Regions from separate parts of the Anser cygnoides genome. Here all the other regions are linked to region 1. Evidence: chromatin contacts called from public Hi-C data. All regions are on one chromosome and are shown on one strand. The core of a region is the stretch at or near the end of the contact, and the rest is flanking DNA. Distances in the headings are between cores, read along the strand shown.

Region 1 (5,038 bases), core at 920-3,419:
CTGCCCCAGGGGGTGTCCTCCGCTCCTCAAAGCCCAGATCTCCAGCTCTGGGTGAGCAGCACAGCTCGGGGAGCCAGCCATGGGCACCCTGGAAAGTCACAAGCCATGTGTAGGGAACACTAAGCCAACCTGGAGATGATTTTATCCAGGACTTCTAGGAGAATCTCAGAGCTTTGGAGGCCTGAACCAGGATGTTTGGCTCTCAGAGGGAGGGAGGTTTTCCCCTGCTATCCCCTTCCTGCCTGGCTAAGTAAGCCCCAGCCCCGTTCTTCAGCTCAACCTCACCCACCAAACCCAGAACCGAGGGCGCTGAGCACCCCAGAGGGTCTGCAGCCCTTTGCTTACCTTCCTCGTTTGCTCGCAGGCTTTGTGGGCTCATCCCAAAGAGCCATGCACAGTACGTCCCCATAATAACCTCAGATTCCCCTTTTTAGCATAATTTCTTCTGCATTTACCTCACAGAAGCATCATTTATGATGTTTTCTGTACTTAACCTTGGCCACATGCAGCTGCTGTTTTAAAGCTGAAGCATCTCTTCTTATAAACATCACTCGCAGAGCTCAAAGTGATTTTTCTCTCTGCTTGGCTGGAGCACACAGGGACTATCGCAGGCTTATTGCTCTACTGCTCAATTAACAAAATCCAGGCACCATGCGTGGCAAAGATAAATACTTTGTCTGTGAAACTGCCCTAAATCTGCTCTCCAAGCTTCTGGTCCAACAGGCCAAGAGCTTGTGACAGAGTAGGGGTCAGATCCCTGCCAAAAACCGCAGATTCCCACATGTACAAGATTGCACAGTGCTCTTGTTTGGATGCCACGGGATTCAAAGCTGCTATTCTAATGCTAATGGCATTTCTGGCTGGGATTTATGCCCCTCAGGACAAGGCGCTGCCCAGGTCGTACTAGGGGATGGACACACACCTGCAGAGGGGACAAATTTTGGGCTTCACCACCTCTCTGTGGATTCACCCACCTGGGAGGCAGAACCCAGCAGATGTGCAATGTTTTCCACTTCCTTAACAAGCCAAAGGGGTAATACATAAAGCAACATTTCACTCATGCAAAACTGTCACAAAATTGACTTTTTTCAGTTAAAAGTGGCTAAAAAAGCACCTGAAGAATGCTGAAGAAAACTGAAGAACAGAAAGTTATTTACATTAAATAAATAAATAAAATATATAAAAAAAACCCACAACTGTTTTATTTTAATCTTGTCAAATTAAGAGTCTCTCTGAGGGTTTTGGTTTGCCAACTTTCCTCAGAACGAGCAAGCAGATCAATGATTTGCTGAACCTGCTCAGTCCAGTGATTTTCCATCCCCAAAACATTCTGGGTTAAAATTTAAACCAACTCTTGCAGATACCATCACCGCCAGGCTGGGGCCAGAGAGACACCCCAAAGCCATCAAGTGCAGTAACCAAATCACCCCCTAAAAGCATAGACATGTCCTAAAGGGCCAGGTAGGAGGGCTTGCCTCAACCCAGGCATTTAGGAGCTGGTTACACCTGCGTTTAGGAGCCAGGGAAAGAAGCAGCTCAGGGGATAGGGTGCAGGACTGGGTCTAGCATCCCTCCTGAGGTCCAGAAAGCATCCAGAGGTCAGGCGTGACAGCTATAGGCTTTGTGCTTTGATCCGAGTCAAACATTTTGCATCACCCAGAACAAACTCTGTCCTCAACGCCTCCCCCCTTCACCTCCCCCATGCTTTAACCTGCTCAGCTCCTTTCCCTGAGCTGCTCCTGAAGCCACCATCCCCACCCCAAACCCTAACTGACCGCAAGGCCACGCGGCCCGAGCCTCTCTCACCGTGTAGCGCCACAGCCCGCCGATGTCCTCGCTCCTCTCGAAGCAGGTGGGCTCCAGCCCCTCTTCCAGGCAGCACTTGATGGCCGCCAGCCCGCTGACGCCCGCGCCGACCACGGCCACGCGCCGCACCATGGTGTCCTGTGGTGGGGAGAGCAGCTGTCACGGCGTGGGGCCGCCCGCCTCCACCCTGCCCTGCTCCCTACGAGTCCTGTGAGGTTTTCCATCCATCCTCGCTTACCTGTGCAGCCCTCAGGGAGGTGAGAGCCGTGAGCTGAGGCTGTGGGAGAAGAGGAGCTGGGGCTCAGGAGGAGGTTCCTGCAAAGAGCAAAGCTTTTATACAGCGCTGCTGGGGAGGCAGGGCCAGAGCCCGGCCTCTCTTTGGACGAGAGCGACTCGCGCTGCATGGACTTTAGCAACCCCCAGCTGTAACTTGAGGAGGAGCTGTGGGCTCAGAGCTCTGAAATTAGGAAATAAAGCCCTGGATTGAAATGGTTTCCAAGATAGAGGTCGCCAGGCGGCTGCTCCCAGTATCTCCAAAGGCACCTCTGCAAAGCGGCACGGCGACGCCCGAGTGGTTGAGAGCAGCCGATGGAAACGGGGGCCTCTCGCCCACAGGGCCACCGAGGAGGCTGTCTGGGGAGGCTCATCCTCAGACAGTGAAGAACTGGAGAAATAAGTAGTCCATTAACAATGTGTGGGCAGAGTAGATCTGGAGAAATAAGTAGTCCATTAATAATGTGTGGGCAGAGTAGAGGCGACTGTAGGAGCAGCAGACCATCAGGGAAAGCTGTGGTTTGTATCCTGCCTTCTCCCCTCGCCGCCATGGTCTCCACACACGTTGCCAGAGCCAAGCAGTTCCCAGCCACGTCACACAACGGTCCAGGTTCCCCAAGCACGGGACTTTCTGCAAGTAACTCACTGTCTGGGTTTGTTTTCTCTAAGTTCATATGGATTTTCTCTGGACCACATTTCCACGTTGCCTCAAATCCCCAGTTCTAATAAACAGGGCAAATGTGCCTCCGAGGACATCTGTGGGAAAGGACAAAACACAGGCAAGTGTGGAGAAGTGTGCTTGCAAGCCCAAATCCAGCTCCGCACTCTGCAGCGATGCTTAATTCATTGTGTGAGCCCATCCATCAAGTCCTGGCCTCCGGAGGGAGAACAGCTCAGCTGGTGAGTGCACGTGCTGGGAAGTCCGCGGGCTGCTGCTGCCGGAGCCTCCAAAGCTGTCGAAGCTGGACACTTAATTCATCCTAAGTTGACTTCAAATGAAATAGAATGGAGAATGCCAGAAAAATGATTGAGCAACCGAACAGAAGAAGAAATTGCTCATTTTTCCACTATCTAGCAAATTGGTTCGGGTTTCCAAAAGAGCAGTTTTGGAGTCACGATTAAGTGGACTTAATGCAAATAAGCTGCCAAGCTGGTCTCATGGATTCCCAGCCCGGAGGAGAGGTGGATCTCTGTGACTCCTGCAGGACTCAACCTGGAGGAGGAGGACTTCTGCCCATGAAAACATTTGTTAGAAAATGACACACAGAGGACGACAGTGCCTGCTCCGTGCCCTGGCACAGGGACAGGAGGCATCAGCCTACGGCAGAGGGAGGGGAACAAAGGTGCCCTCCTTCTCAGCTCATCATTTCCCAGCTGCCCTTTTCCTCAAAAATAAAAGATCTTGGATGTTTTGCTCCATTTTTCCTCTCCAGAATGGGAAAACACAAAGGGATGGAAAAAGCTTCAGGTGTGGAAAGGCAGAGAAAGAGAGAGAAGTTAGGATGTGCAATAGTCTGCAAAAAATATAGTTTTAAAAAATTAACATTTCTAATGGCACCAAAGTCCCTCTGCCCAACAGCTGCAGACTCCTGTTGGACTTTTTATCACGCACCACAGGAAAGAAGCAGCAGAAGGCAGCTCTCAGTCTCCAGAAGAGCAATAACAGGGTAAAAGCGGTCCCACCTACAAAATCCTCCTTTTCCAGCCCAAAGCTTTCTTTCACCAGCAGCGTGCTGCTGAGGTCGGAGGTGGCTTTGAGCACAACGCTACGGCTCCTACAGAGGGGACATCTCACAGGGACACAGCTCGCAGCCCGCTTTGCCTTTGTGCAAAAAGCTGGACCCACAGAGAGGGGAACATCGTCTGAAGGACAGGTCACGAAGGGCAGGATGCCCACGGGGAGCACAGCCCCCCGAGCTGCGGACAGGCTCCCGGTGCTGCTCGAGACGAACAAAATTTCCCCAAGGCACCGAAGCCTCACCGGGTCCCAGGGGCCAGCAGCCATCCCCTTTTGAAGCACAACTCCATTGTTCACCCATCTTTGAAGTGCCAAATGGGAAACATCCCGCAGGCTGGCGGGGCCCTGCACGCCAGGGACAATAAATCAGCAGCTGTAGGGCAGGAACTAGGAGCGCCCACCTCCCTTCTGCTCCGCACTAACTGCAGCCGAGCGCTTTCCAGGCAGATCCCTCATTTGTCTCGAGTGTGGTTAAAGATACATTTTTCATTTCCTTTTCTGCACCCCTCCCCATTTTTGTTTGCAGGCAAAATCCTTCCAGGAAAGGGCTGCAGGAGGATTCCCATCGGATTTGGGCTGATGGATGGAGCAAACCAAAGCATCTCTGCTGTTCTTAACCCTCTTCGGTCAGCTCTGAGCTGGGGCAGCTCCTCTTCAGAAGCCCCAGGTTCTTTCATCTCTGCTACAAGTGCAACCAAAACCATTCCAGACAGGGCTAACCCCCCAAAAAAAGCCCAAGAAATCCTTATTAGGTGTAGCAACTGCAATAGGAAAAATCTGTCTTGAAGACATCTCTTGATGGTAAAAGCTCTCCTCTAAACGCCACCACTACCACCCAGTCCTGGTGCTGGCTGTCCTGTAGACCTCCAGTCCATCTCCTTGCCTTCTCCAGGAGGAGAAACCCCAGGAGAAGCTGCAGTGGCCTCACTGTCTCTCACACGTGGAGTCCCACCTCCACTGCAGCTCCTGCAGGCTGCCCAGCTCAGGGCCATGGTGTAGGTGCTCAGAGGCACCTGGCTCCGGGAAATTACACAGGATTGCCCTTTTCTTGTGCAATCACCTGGCATAAATGGGCTCGAGTGTTTACCTGGCTCCTGCACCACTCTAAGCCTTATACAATCTGGCTGGAGGAGTGAAGGTCCCCAAGGACATGCGCATCCAATGCCTTTGCTAACCACGGGGGTAATGCCCTGCTCGCACCGGTGACACGCAGGGGACTGC
Region 2 (5,038 bases), core at 1,158-3,657, 770 kb after region 1:
GGAAGCTGGATGTGTTCACCTGCAGGGAAGACAGACAGACAGAAATAAGAGAAGAACAAAGCCCCTTCCTGTTTAATCAGAGGCTCAGGGCCCAGATCCCACTTAGACTGGGAACAGACACACACGGCTTTTACCCCGACAAGCTCACAGAGCATGGCAGCATTAGGCAGACAGCTCTGAAAATTCTCCCAAGACCTTCAGAAAAAGGAGCAGTCCTTCTCTTAGAGGAATCGGCACCAAAAATGGTCTTGTATCATGGAAGTTAGCAGAGAAGACAAGAGGCAGGACAGAGAATAAAGAGCCAACTCCCATAAAGTTCTCACCAGCTAGAGATCCTGCCAGCCCTGCGTAATACTCCAGGCACTGCCAGGATACGTCAATGTCCGCTCTGGCTTCAAAGATGGATTTCCCATTGTTGATGGTTTCCAAGGTGGCAATTTCGTCTCTCTGTTCCTGTGAGGAGCGCAGCACAACGACAGCGCATCAGAGAAGCCACAAGGAGCTAGCTGCATCCCAAGCATGCAACCTCCAAGCCAGGCTCTGCCTCGAGTAATCATTTTATCTAAGATACATTCCCAACTGTCATTTATCAATTCGCCAGAGGCAACCGACCACAAGAGAATGCCAAACAGAGAGCTGCTGGGGTTCACTGCTAGTCTGGTCTTGCTTAACAGCCGTGTTTATCTGAAAGATGAGCAAACCTGAGCTGAAAAGCCAGCTGGTAAACAGTGACTGGAATTCACAGGACTAAGGTGGGGAGACAGCAAACAGCAAGACCAAAACCGACCCAGAGGACTTAGCAAAAGACGGGCAAAGCAGCAGAGTTGGGAAGCATCCTTTAACAGACCATCTCCCAGGCAGAAATATTACCCTGCTGCAGAAGTCTGGCAGAAAGAGAAAACAGTATTCTCATCGCATGTACACGCTGGGGCGAGGTCCGGTTTCTTACAGACCTGTGCCTCAACGGGGATTAACTTTGAAGTCCAAGAACGTGTTATCTCACATCTTACTTTGAGGTCCAAGAACGTGTTATCTCACAAACAAGTTTGTGACAAAGCTAGCATATCTGTATCCTCTCCCCACGCGTATTATCTGCTAAGGGAAAAAAAAAAAGCACTCCTACATTTTCTTATTGCTAAAACAACGTATGCTTCTGCCACGTGACAACAGGGTCCGAAATCCTAAAGTTCAAGAATGTGTCAGCTACGCAGCTTCAGCTTGTAAATCGCATGCCTTGCAGGGTCCTGACTGGATTGCTTCAGCTTTGTGTCTCCTGCCAGAATTAAGCAGAAAAGGTGCTGTAGCACACACCGGCCTTGAACTAAGACTGATAAGACTGGGTGCCCTGCCCAAGGCAACCAACTGTCTCTGCTGGTCAAAGGTGGGGTTTTACCTCCCCGAGCTCTGGAGGTGCCGCTGGAACCGCAGCCCCCAGCAGCCGCCTTAATCCACGAAAATGCTGGCAGACAAAACGTGACGCGAGCCCCCCGACATACCCGAATAATTCTGGCGGCCTCCAGCAGCACCCGGCACCGCTCCATGCCCGACATTTGGCTCCATACTTTAAAGGCAGCCTTCGCGCTCTGCACGGCCAGGTCCACCTCCTTCTCCCCGGAGCACAGCAGCTTGGCTATCACTCGGCCTGGGCACATTTAAAATGGAAACAAAGGAGATGTTCGTGTCAGAGAAAGGGCACAGAAAATACGATTTATCTTGCGGCAAAGATCTCAGTCCCACCACCCGCACCAGGCTACGAACGTAATGGTTCCAAACAAAACCCACTTATTTGTGACTGGTTTCTTGAAGAGGTGTTGTGGTTTAAAGGGCTTGCATTAAGACCCTTCTCCCACACCCATGTCCCAGTTACTAATTAGCTCCCAGCATCACAAATCTCTTCGCTCTCCCCCCTTGAGCTTCCGCCACCAGCACCCCGCTGTGCGTTCTTCGGCTCCGTTAGCCCCTCGCCACCTTGCATGGGGCCTGCCGAAACCCGGGCGAGGAAAAACCAATTGATTTGGAAATCATTTGAGCCAGACCCCGGCTGCTTCGGCGGACGGTCACAGCCAGTCCCAGGCTGCAGGGGCTGGGGGGACGTGGGGGTCGGGGCCGCCCCCCGGGACGGCCAGCCCCCAGCAGAGCCGTGTCCCCACGCGTGTCCCCACCTGTGGCCGGCTCGTACACCTCCTCCACCTGCCCACCGTCGGCGGGCTGCAGCCGGGCTCCCCCCCGGTAGTTGAGGGGCTGCTGCAGGGAGAAGGAGCCGGTGGCGCTGCTCATGGCGAGGCCGGGCAGCAGGCGGCGGAGCCGGGGCACGAGGGGCTGCAGCAGGGGCCGCGGCACCATGGGCCGGCAGCCGGGCTCGGGGCAGATCCGCGGCCCCGCTCGGCGGTGGCGGAGAAATGGGGGGAGCCCCCCCCCCCGAGCCCCGCACCGCCCCCCCCGGCAGGCCCGGCCCCGGCCCCGGGCGCCCCCCCGCGGCTCGGAGGGCTCCGGGGGTGTAAAAAGTGATAGAACCGAAACCGTTCTTCCTGCCCCCAAAAGGCAGGCGTGTACCCCCCCAGTACATTTTGTGGGTTCTTAGAATTCAGACCTCGAGAGTTGTTCTCCCTGTGTCAGGATTAACCACCCCACAGACCTGCTGCACCAAGCAGGCAGCGAGCCCCACCACAGCGACGAAGCCATAATTTTCGGGTAAGCTCTGGATGTGCGAGCGCCGCCCTCACAAAGCGGTAACACGCGGTGCGATGCAACATATCGCAACGTGTGCTCGGCCCAAGGCAGCGCGGGGCTGAGGCAGGGTCTGGGAGGGCAGGGTGCACGTAGCACCTCCCAGCCCCCTGGGGTGCACGCTGTCGTTGCACTCTGTCAGTTCGGCTCTCACAGCTCTCCCCACTCGCCCTGCTGGATCTGATGACCGTATGCTGCGGAATAAACTAACTCACCAAAGCTGGTGCAGCAGGTTTGGGAGTTTCTGGCTTTGCAGCAGGATCAGGCCATCACACAGAGGCCACACGTAGGAAACTGAGGACTTACACGACCACGGCTGCTCCCTGGGGAAGGCTGCACCTACACCAGATGCAACTGTGTCAAAAATGCAGCATCCTCGTGCTCCGTGCTGCTCCAAGACGTAGGATTTAATGTGGTGTTACACATGCTCCACACTGCCACGAGGCATTTCAGATTTATCCCCGTGCCCTGCACCTTGTCAAAGCCTCCTAGTAAAATGTTCTGTATTATATGCTTCTGGTCACAGAAGCGAGGAATCAGTAGCCCCTACAGGTACCACAACGCTTCAAGAAAGCCGTCAGTCTAACTTGAGAGCAGCAGCAAAATTTATTCAGCCCTTTTAAACAAGGCCTGGCCAACAGGACTGAACCAGGTAATTATTTGGCAAAGTGGAAGGCAGCATAGGGAACTTACTGGCCTATGAAGGAAGCATTTTTAAGATTCATACTGCTAAATGGACCGATGATCAGTAAACAAAAATGCAGCTGTCCTAACCGCTCAGGCAATAAAAAGGGTTCAGTAGCAGTGGGCAGCACTGATATAATCTAACAGTTTACTCATTAAACTGAAGGCCAGGTTTGTTTCTGCAGTTGAGCAGATTCTGCTTAAGTAAGCAACTTTAACAGAAGCTGCACAACGCTACAAATCTCTGTGGCACTGTACCCTGCCAGGAAGACACGGGCAGACATCCAGCAGTACTTGCAACCTCCAAGAGCAGCTTGGCACAGGGGCAGGTTCCTGGGCCCCCAGCCACGTGAGCCAATAAAAGAAAAAAAAAAACCTCACCGTGAACACTGGAAGTTACACACAGGAGAACTAAGCACACCTCCTTGCCCAGCTCTCCACTACACAGGAGTGCAGCCAGTAGGTCTAAGACAAGGGACGCCTCTCAGCACAACTGTCCCAAGTTTTCTAAGCTGGTTTGAAGATCTCGTTCGTGATATCTTAATTGATTTCCATGCCATAAACTGAAGCCAACTGTGCTACATGAAGGTAGTTCTACTTGTCCTACAGCACAATTAACAGACATCTAAATCAACATGCCCATGCCGTTTATTTCTCAGAAACACCAGAAACAAAAAGTCAAGTTATCTTCTGAGAACTTTCTTGGTTTGATGAGCAAACAGCTGCTGGTAGAATACTTCAAACGCGAGATGTTTCCAAGGCTGTGGCAGATACTGCAGAGGCTGGTTTTCGACACATGAAGCCTGGTGCAGAATCCCATCCTTCTACCTCCCCAGGGCAGACTTGTGCGGCTGTCAGACCTGCAGTGAAGGCTCTAACTGTGCTTTAGGAAAACTTCCCTGCCTGAGGTGGTGGGCCAAGGAAGCCCCCTGCTTGCTTGGTGGCAGCCCGGGACGGAGCAAGGCCGAGCATCTTCTGAATGTTCTGCAAAAACAAGAGCAGAGCAGCACGTCAGTAAGGCCGTGACAAGGGAGACACCAAAGAGGAAGAAATCCCAGCTCTGCCTGCAAGTGCAGCCTTCCTGCCAGCTTCAGCAGATTCAGGTCCTCACCCACAGTCTTACCAAACTGCCTAATACACGATGGACATCTGACCCCGCAAGTTCTAAAAATGCTTCAGTACAGAGCCAAACAACCATCACCAATGGCTACAGTTATAGCTGGGCCCCTCTCTTCTACCCCAACTGAAGCCTCATGACTAAATCCTCATTTTGGCTGAGGGCTCTTTCCCACCTCCAGCTACACAGCTGGCAGGCACAGCATTTAATAACTTTGTTAATTAATAACTTTGTTTAGGAGTTGGTGTCTTCAACCTGCAATAGTTACACTGGCAATTTAGCTGCAGCGTATACACAGAAGCAGGTTCCTAACGTGCTCACAGGCAGAACCAAAGCAGCCCTCAGTTTTCACGAGTTCTAGAAACCCCTGTCAATGGCAGTGCCATCCAGCAGAGCCTGAAAACTAGCGAGGAACAAACGCAGTCTGAATTTGGGTCAGCAACATGGCAACCGAAGCAGATGCCAAGTTCGAGCCGGACAGTTAGGCACAGAATTAATTTGCATGCTGGT
Region 3 (5,038 bases), core at 738-3,237, 560 kb before region 1:
GCACTGGGTGGGCTTTAAGGTCCTTCCAACCCAAACCATTCTATGGAAGGAGGTCAGAAGCCACCAGGTCCCTTCCCACCAGCTCTCCCGTGATGCTGTAATTTAACCACGCACTGCTAAATGGAAAAGATGCACAAAAGCATACACTTCCCACCAAACAGAGAGTCACATAATCAATGTGAGACACCTATAATTTTGCAACTTAAAAGTGTAAGAACTGGGAATCCAGAAAGGTCTGTTGTTCTGGCGCTACCGCTGTTTCAAAGCGAGCAAAAACGAATTTACATATACCTACTAGGACAGGATGCTGGGGGGAAAAAGTACGGCACCACGTGTGATTAAAATGCGTGCTTTGGATGAAGTTTCCATATTGGCTTTTACAGATCAGTGCCTGCAGCGAGCCCACGGGCACAGAGGTTTGGAAACTGGAGCAGCCATCCGGGTCCCACACGGGCACAGCGTTTGGAAACCGGAGCAGCCAGCCAGGTGCCACAGGGACACAGAGGTTTGGAAGCTGGAGCAGCCATCCAGGTACCGCACGGGCACAGCGTTTGGAGCAGCCATCCGCGTGCTGCAGCTCTGGGCAGACGTGCGAGCTGCTGGGAACCAGACGGCTCCCCCAGGGCTGTGACAGCCGGCTTTCCTCAGCTCTTCCCCATCCCCCGGGCCCCATCCTCCCGCCGCAGCGACCCCTTCCCGGCCTCACCGAAGAGCAGGTTGAGCAGCACCTCCCTGGCGGCCGAGCTGTCGCTCTGGCAGAGCCCGTAGAAGGTGCCCAGCAGCCAGGGGATGCCGTGCCCCGACACCTCAACCACCTTCAGCAGCGGGCGGGCGCTGCCCCAGGCCGAGGCCTCCCCGGCGCAGACTCCCAGGCGCTTGGAGGCCCAGAGGTCGACGGCGAGCAGGGAGCTGAGGGCGATGCCCACGAAGGACGGGTTCAGCCTCATGCAGTCCTCCTCGGGCAGCGGCGGGGGCGCGGAGCCCCCGGACTCGCGGCGGCGGGACGGGCTGTCCGGGGCTGCGGGGCCGTGCTGGCTCAGCAGGGACACGAACTCCGGGCGGCCGGCGCGTCGCTCGCGGTTGCTGCGAGGGCTGGGCATGGCGCCGGGACGGGGACGGGACCGGGTGGTGGCACCGGGCCTGGTGGTGGGACAGGACCGGGATGGGACCAGGCCTGGAGAGGCCAAAGCAGGTCGCCCACTGCCGGGCTGCCTCCTGCTGTCACCTCACAGGCCCATCCGACCCCGGTACCCCTCTGGTGCCCCCCAGGTACCTCCCCTGCTGTCCCCCTGTGCCCTCCAGTATCCCCCAGGTATCTCCCCGGTGCCTCCCGGTACCCCTCCGGTGCCCCCTGTACTCCCCCGGTGCTCTCTGGTACCACTCGGTGCCCTCTGGTAACCTCCCGGTATCCCCTCAGCGCCTCCCAGTATCCCCGAAGTACCTCTCCGGTGCCCCTTGTACCCTCCCAGTATCTCTCCGGTGCCCCCTGTGGTCACCCGGTGCCCTCCGGTATCCCCCAAGTATCTCCCCGGTGTCTCCCGGTACCCCTACGGTGCCCCCTGTACCCCTTCGGTACCCCTCGGTGCCCTCCGGTAACCTCCCAGTAACCTTCCGGTACCCCCTCAGTGCCCCCAGTATCGCCCAAGTACCTCTCTGGTGCCCCCTGTGGTCACCCGGTACCTTCCCTGTGCCCTCCGGTATCCCCCGAGTATCTCCCCGGTGCCTCTCCGGTACCCCCTGTACTCTCCCCGGTGCCCTCCGGTACCCCTCGGTGCCCTCCGGTATCCTTCCGGTACCCCTCGGTGCCCGCCGGTAACCTCCCGGTATCCCCTCAGTGCCTCCAGTATCCCTCAAGAGTCTCTCCGGTGCCTTCCCGGTACCCCCCCGTACCCCCCCGCTGCTCTCCGGTTCCCCCCGGTGCCGGCCCCGCCGCCGCGCTCCCCCCGCCCCGTCCCGCGCAGCGCCGCTTCCGCTTCCTGCCCCACGTGCCGCCCCCGGTTACCACGGCGACCGCGCTCGGCGCCGCCGCCGCCTCCCCCTAGCGGCGGGGCCGGCGGACGGTGGCCGGCGAGGGCCGCAAAGGCAGCGGCGGCGCCTTCGCCCTGCCGGCGCCGGTGCGGGCGCCGGCGCTCGGCGGCGGCGGCGGGCGGCGATGGCGGGGCGGGGGGGGGCCGGCCGGGGCTGCCGCTCGGCCCCGCGGCGCGGCGGCGGGTGAGCGCGGCGGCGGCGGCGGCGGCGGCGGGGAGGCGGCGGCGGCCATGGGCTGCCTGCAGAGCGTGGCGTGCAAGGCGCGGGTGCGGCGGGAGCAGATCGTGGTGTCCGACGTGTCCGCCACCATCGAGCCGGCCGCCACCGCCATCGAGGAGAGCTCGCCCGTGGTGCTGCGCTACCGCACGCCCTACTTCCGCGCCTCCGCCCGCGTCCTCATGCCGCCCATCGCCCGGCGCCACACCTGGGTGGTGGGCTGGATCCAGGCCTGCAACCACATGGAGTTCTACAACACCTACAGCGACCTCGGCGTGTGAGCTGGGGGGCTGCCGGGGGGGGGCTGTGAGGGGCGCGGGTCTGGCGGCGTTGCGCGGCGGGGACGGAGGCACCGGTGGCGTTACCTGGTGGGGACGGAGGCCCTGGTGTGGCTCCGTGAGGGGACGCAGGCGCCAGCGCAGTTACGTGACGGGGACGGAGGCTCCAGTGCCATTCCGTAAGGGGTCAGAGACCCCGTAGTGGTCCTGTGAGGTGACAGGGCCCCAGCGCAGTTACACGATGGGGACGGAGGCCCTGATACCGTTACCTGAGGGGGATGGAGGCAGCAGTGCCCGTACATGGTGGGGACAGAGGCCCTGGTGCCATTCCGCGAGGGGCCAGAAACCCCGGTGTGGTTCTGCGATGTGGCGGGATCCCGGCGCTGTTACATGATGGGGACGGAGGCCCTGATACCGTTACATGAGGGGGGTGCAGGCCCCAGTGCCGTTCCGTAAGGCTCCAAAGACCCAAAGCAGTCCTGTGAGGGGATGGGCCCCCAGCGTGGTTCTGTGAGGGCTCAAGGACCGCGGTGCCGTTACACGGTGGGGCAGAGGCCCCAGCACAATTCCGTGAGGGGACGGAGGCCCCAGTGCACTTCCATGAGGTGACGGAGGCCCCAGCACGGTTCCCCGCTGTCCTCCCTCGACGCCATCGCCTTGTGTTCCTTGTTGCAGCCCTGCTGGGAGAGGTTTGAGGGAAGTCGCTTGAAGGCTCCACGCAGGTGGCTCGGGAGGACGCCAAGGAGCAAGTGTGCACCCAGCCTGCCACCAGGGCACCCGCGCTGCCCTGGCGCTGGGCCGCGTTGGTGTGGGGGCTGCAGGCAGGAGGTGGCTGAGCCAGGGGCTCCGTCCCCACAGGCGGCTGCCGGGCGGTGCCACGCTCGCGGCCAGGCCTGTCCTCAGCCCGTCCCATCGGCCTCATTTCTCCTGGTTCCTGCCCGGGCGCTGCAGAGCCCTGATTTCTCTCAGGCAGGCAGGGGGGGCTCTGCGTGGCGCCGTGTGGGGTGCTCGCAGAAAGCCCTGTCGAGCCCGTGTGGCCCCACAGGGGCTGGGCTCTCCGGGCATCCCCCTAACCAGCACTGGCAGAGCTCCTCCTCTCAGCCCTCGCACAGTCCCCGCCGGAGGCAGCTCGCAAGGGAGCGGGAGCAGGTGGAGGCTGCCCTGGCAATCCTCTCCCTGGAAGTAGGAGGCACCTCGCGCAGCTCCGGGCTGCCCGGGCTTCGTGGCGGGGAGACACGGCGCTGGCGTGCCTTCGCCTGCGGTCCTGTCCCTGCTGGTGCTGTCGGGAGCGCCAGCTGGGGCTGGAGCAGCTCCCCCGGCCCCGATCTGCCTGGGGAGCGGGAGCAGCCGGCGCCGGTCCTGCCTTTGCCTCGAGCTGCTGAGCCTGCCCTGCCCTGCCCTGGCTGCCCTTCCTGAAAGCAGAGCCCCGCTCGGATTTCTCCTGGGTGCCAGGGGCTGCAGCAAGGTGCCGGATCAGTTTCCTCCGGCCTCCTGCTCTTCCCCAAGGGCACAGGGCTGGGACCCCGGGGGCGGCAGGGGGGCTGCCCTCTGCATGGCCCTATGGCCGGCGTGGGGTCGAGCTGCCTGGAGCTGGGCTCGGGCAGGGAATGCCGGGGATGACCCCGTCCTCACGCTTTCGGAGCGGGCAGGGTCATTTTGCACCACAGTGGGGTGCTGGGGGTGTGGGGGCGAGTGCAGGTTGCTGCTTCTCAGGGAGGAGAGAAGCCAGATGTCCCCTTGTTGGTGGCTTCGGAGCCCAGACCTGTGTGGAGCTGAGCTCTGACTCAGCAGGAGGCTTCAGCCGGAGCAACGTGTCTGAGAAGTTAAAGGTTTTTCTATTTATTCTCCTTTCTGTGATACCCAGCAGTGACGTTGCCAGTTTTTTTGGGTAAAGATACTGGCACGCTGCAAGCCTGACCTGCCTCGAGACAGAGACCCAGCACAACGCTGCACAGGTGATCCTTAGCCACCTCTCGCTCTGGGTGTGCGGGGCAGTGGCTTGAAATTTAAAGCGTGGGTTCAGCACCCAAAGAGTGTCTGTTTTCCCATTCTCAGGACTTCAGGAAAGACACCTGGGAGCTGGGCTAGGGCTCGCTGGAGCCGGGTGGCCGCTGTCCCCGCTCCCAGCTTGTAGCTGCCACGTGGTGATCCTCTCCCTTGCCGCACCCGCCTGGTGGTGTTCGTGTGGTCCGCAGCCAAGATTTTGGCTGGAATTTCCCCCCCCACCCACAACCCCAGCAGCATGGCAGGGATTTCATCACACCAGCAGCAGGCATAATTGTGATATTTAATTACTGCACATGTGTCTTAGCAAACGCCTATATTTAGGGGTGTAAAAATTGCAGACGGAGCTGCAGGCTGGGGGGAGCTGCTCCAGGCTCGGCGTGTGCGGCCGTGGCTGTGCTGCAGCTGACACACAGCGAGGGTTTTTTTTCTTCTCTCTTTTTTTAGATCAAGAGCTGAATAAGGAGCGAGTGACCTGCAAAAGGCTCAGAAATGAGTTTTGGCCCGTTTGG

The links. Hi-C and Micro-C count contacts between places; a contact is called where the count stands out from the background.
Region 2: a contact with region 1 is called in a Hi-C map of liver, with 1.8 times the contacts expected there. The contact joins the promoter of ALDH9A1 here to the promoter of LOC106041535 in region 1. A contact is called at or near these places in 2 of 7 Hi-C or Micro-C datasets (both in liver).
Region 3: a Hi-C map of liver shows a contact between it and region 1, with 10 times the contacts expected there. The contact joins the promoter of PLPP6 here to the promoter of LOC106041535 in region 1. A contact is called at or near these places in 2 of 7 Hi-C or Micro-C datasets (both in liver).

What each region holds. Positions count from the first base shown.
Region 1 is chr8:10,823,520-10,828,557 of Taihu_goose_T2T_genome, forward strand. LOC106041535 (flavin containing dimethylaniline monoxygenase 3) reads right to left here and starts at 2,170. Exons shown (of 9, transcript XM_013190066.3): 1 at 2,045-2,170; 2 at 1,807-1,944. The coding sequence starts at 1,938.
Region 2 is chr8:11,590,106-11,595,143 of Taihu_goose_T2T_genome, forward strand. It overlaps ALDH9A1 (aldehyde dehydrogenase 9 family member A1), which reads right to left and starts at 2,408. Exons shown (of 11, transcript XM_048080212.2): 1 at 2,163-2,408; 2 at 1,497-1,642; 3 at 324-453; 4 at 1-19. The coding sequence starts at 2,343. It overlaps TMCO1 (transmembrane and coiled-coil domains 1), which reads right to left. Exons shown (of 7, transcript XM_048080300.2): 7 at 4,042-4,395. The coding sequence ends at 4,297.
Region 3 is chr8:10,264,273-10,269,310 of Taihu_goose_T2T_genome, forward strand. It overlaps PLPP6 (phospholipid phosphatase 6), which reads right to left and starts at 1,988. Exons shown (of 3, transcript XM_048080260.2): 1 at 1,891-1,988; 2 at 707-1,140. The coding sequence starts at 1,100. FAM78B (family with sequence similarity 78 member B) reads left to right here and starts at 2,103. Exons shown (of 3, transcript XM_067001404.1): 1 at 2,103-2,521. The coding sequence starts at 2,259.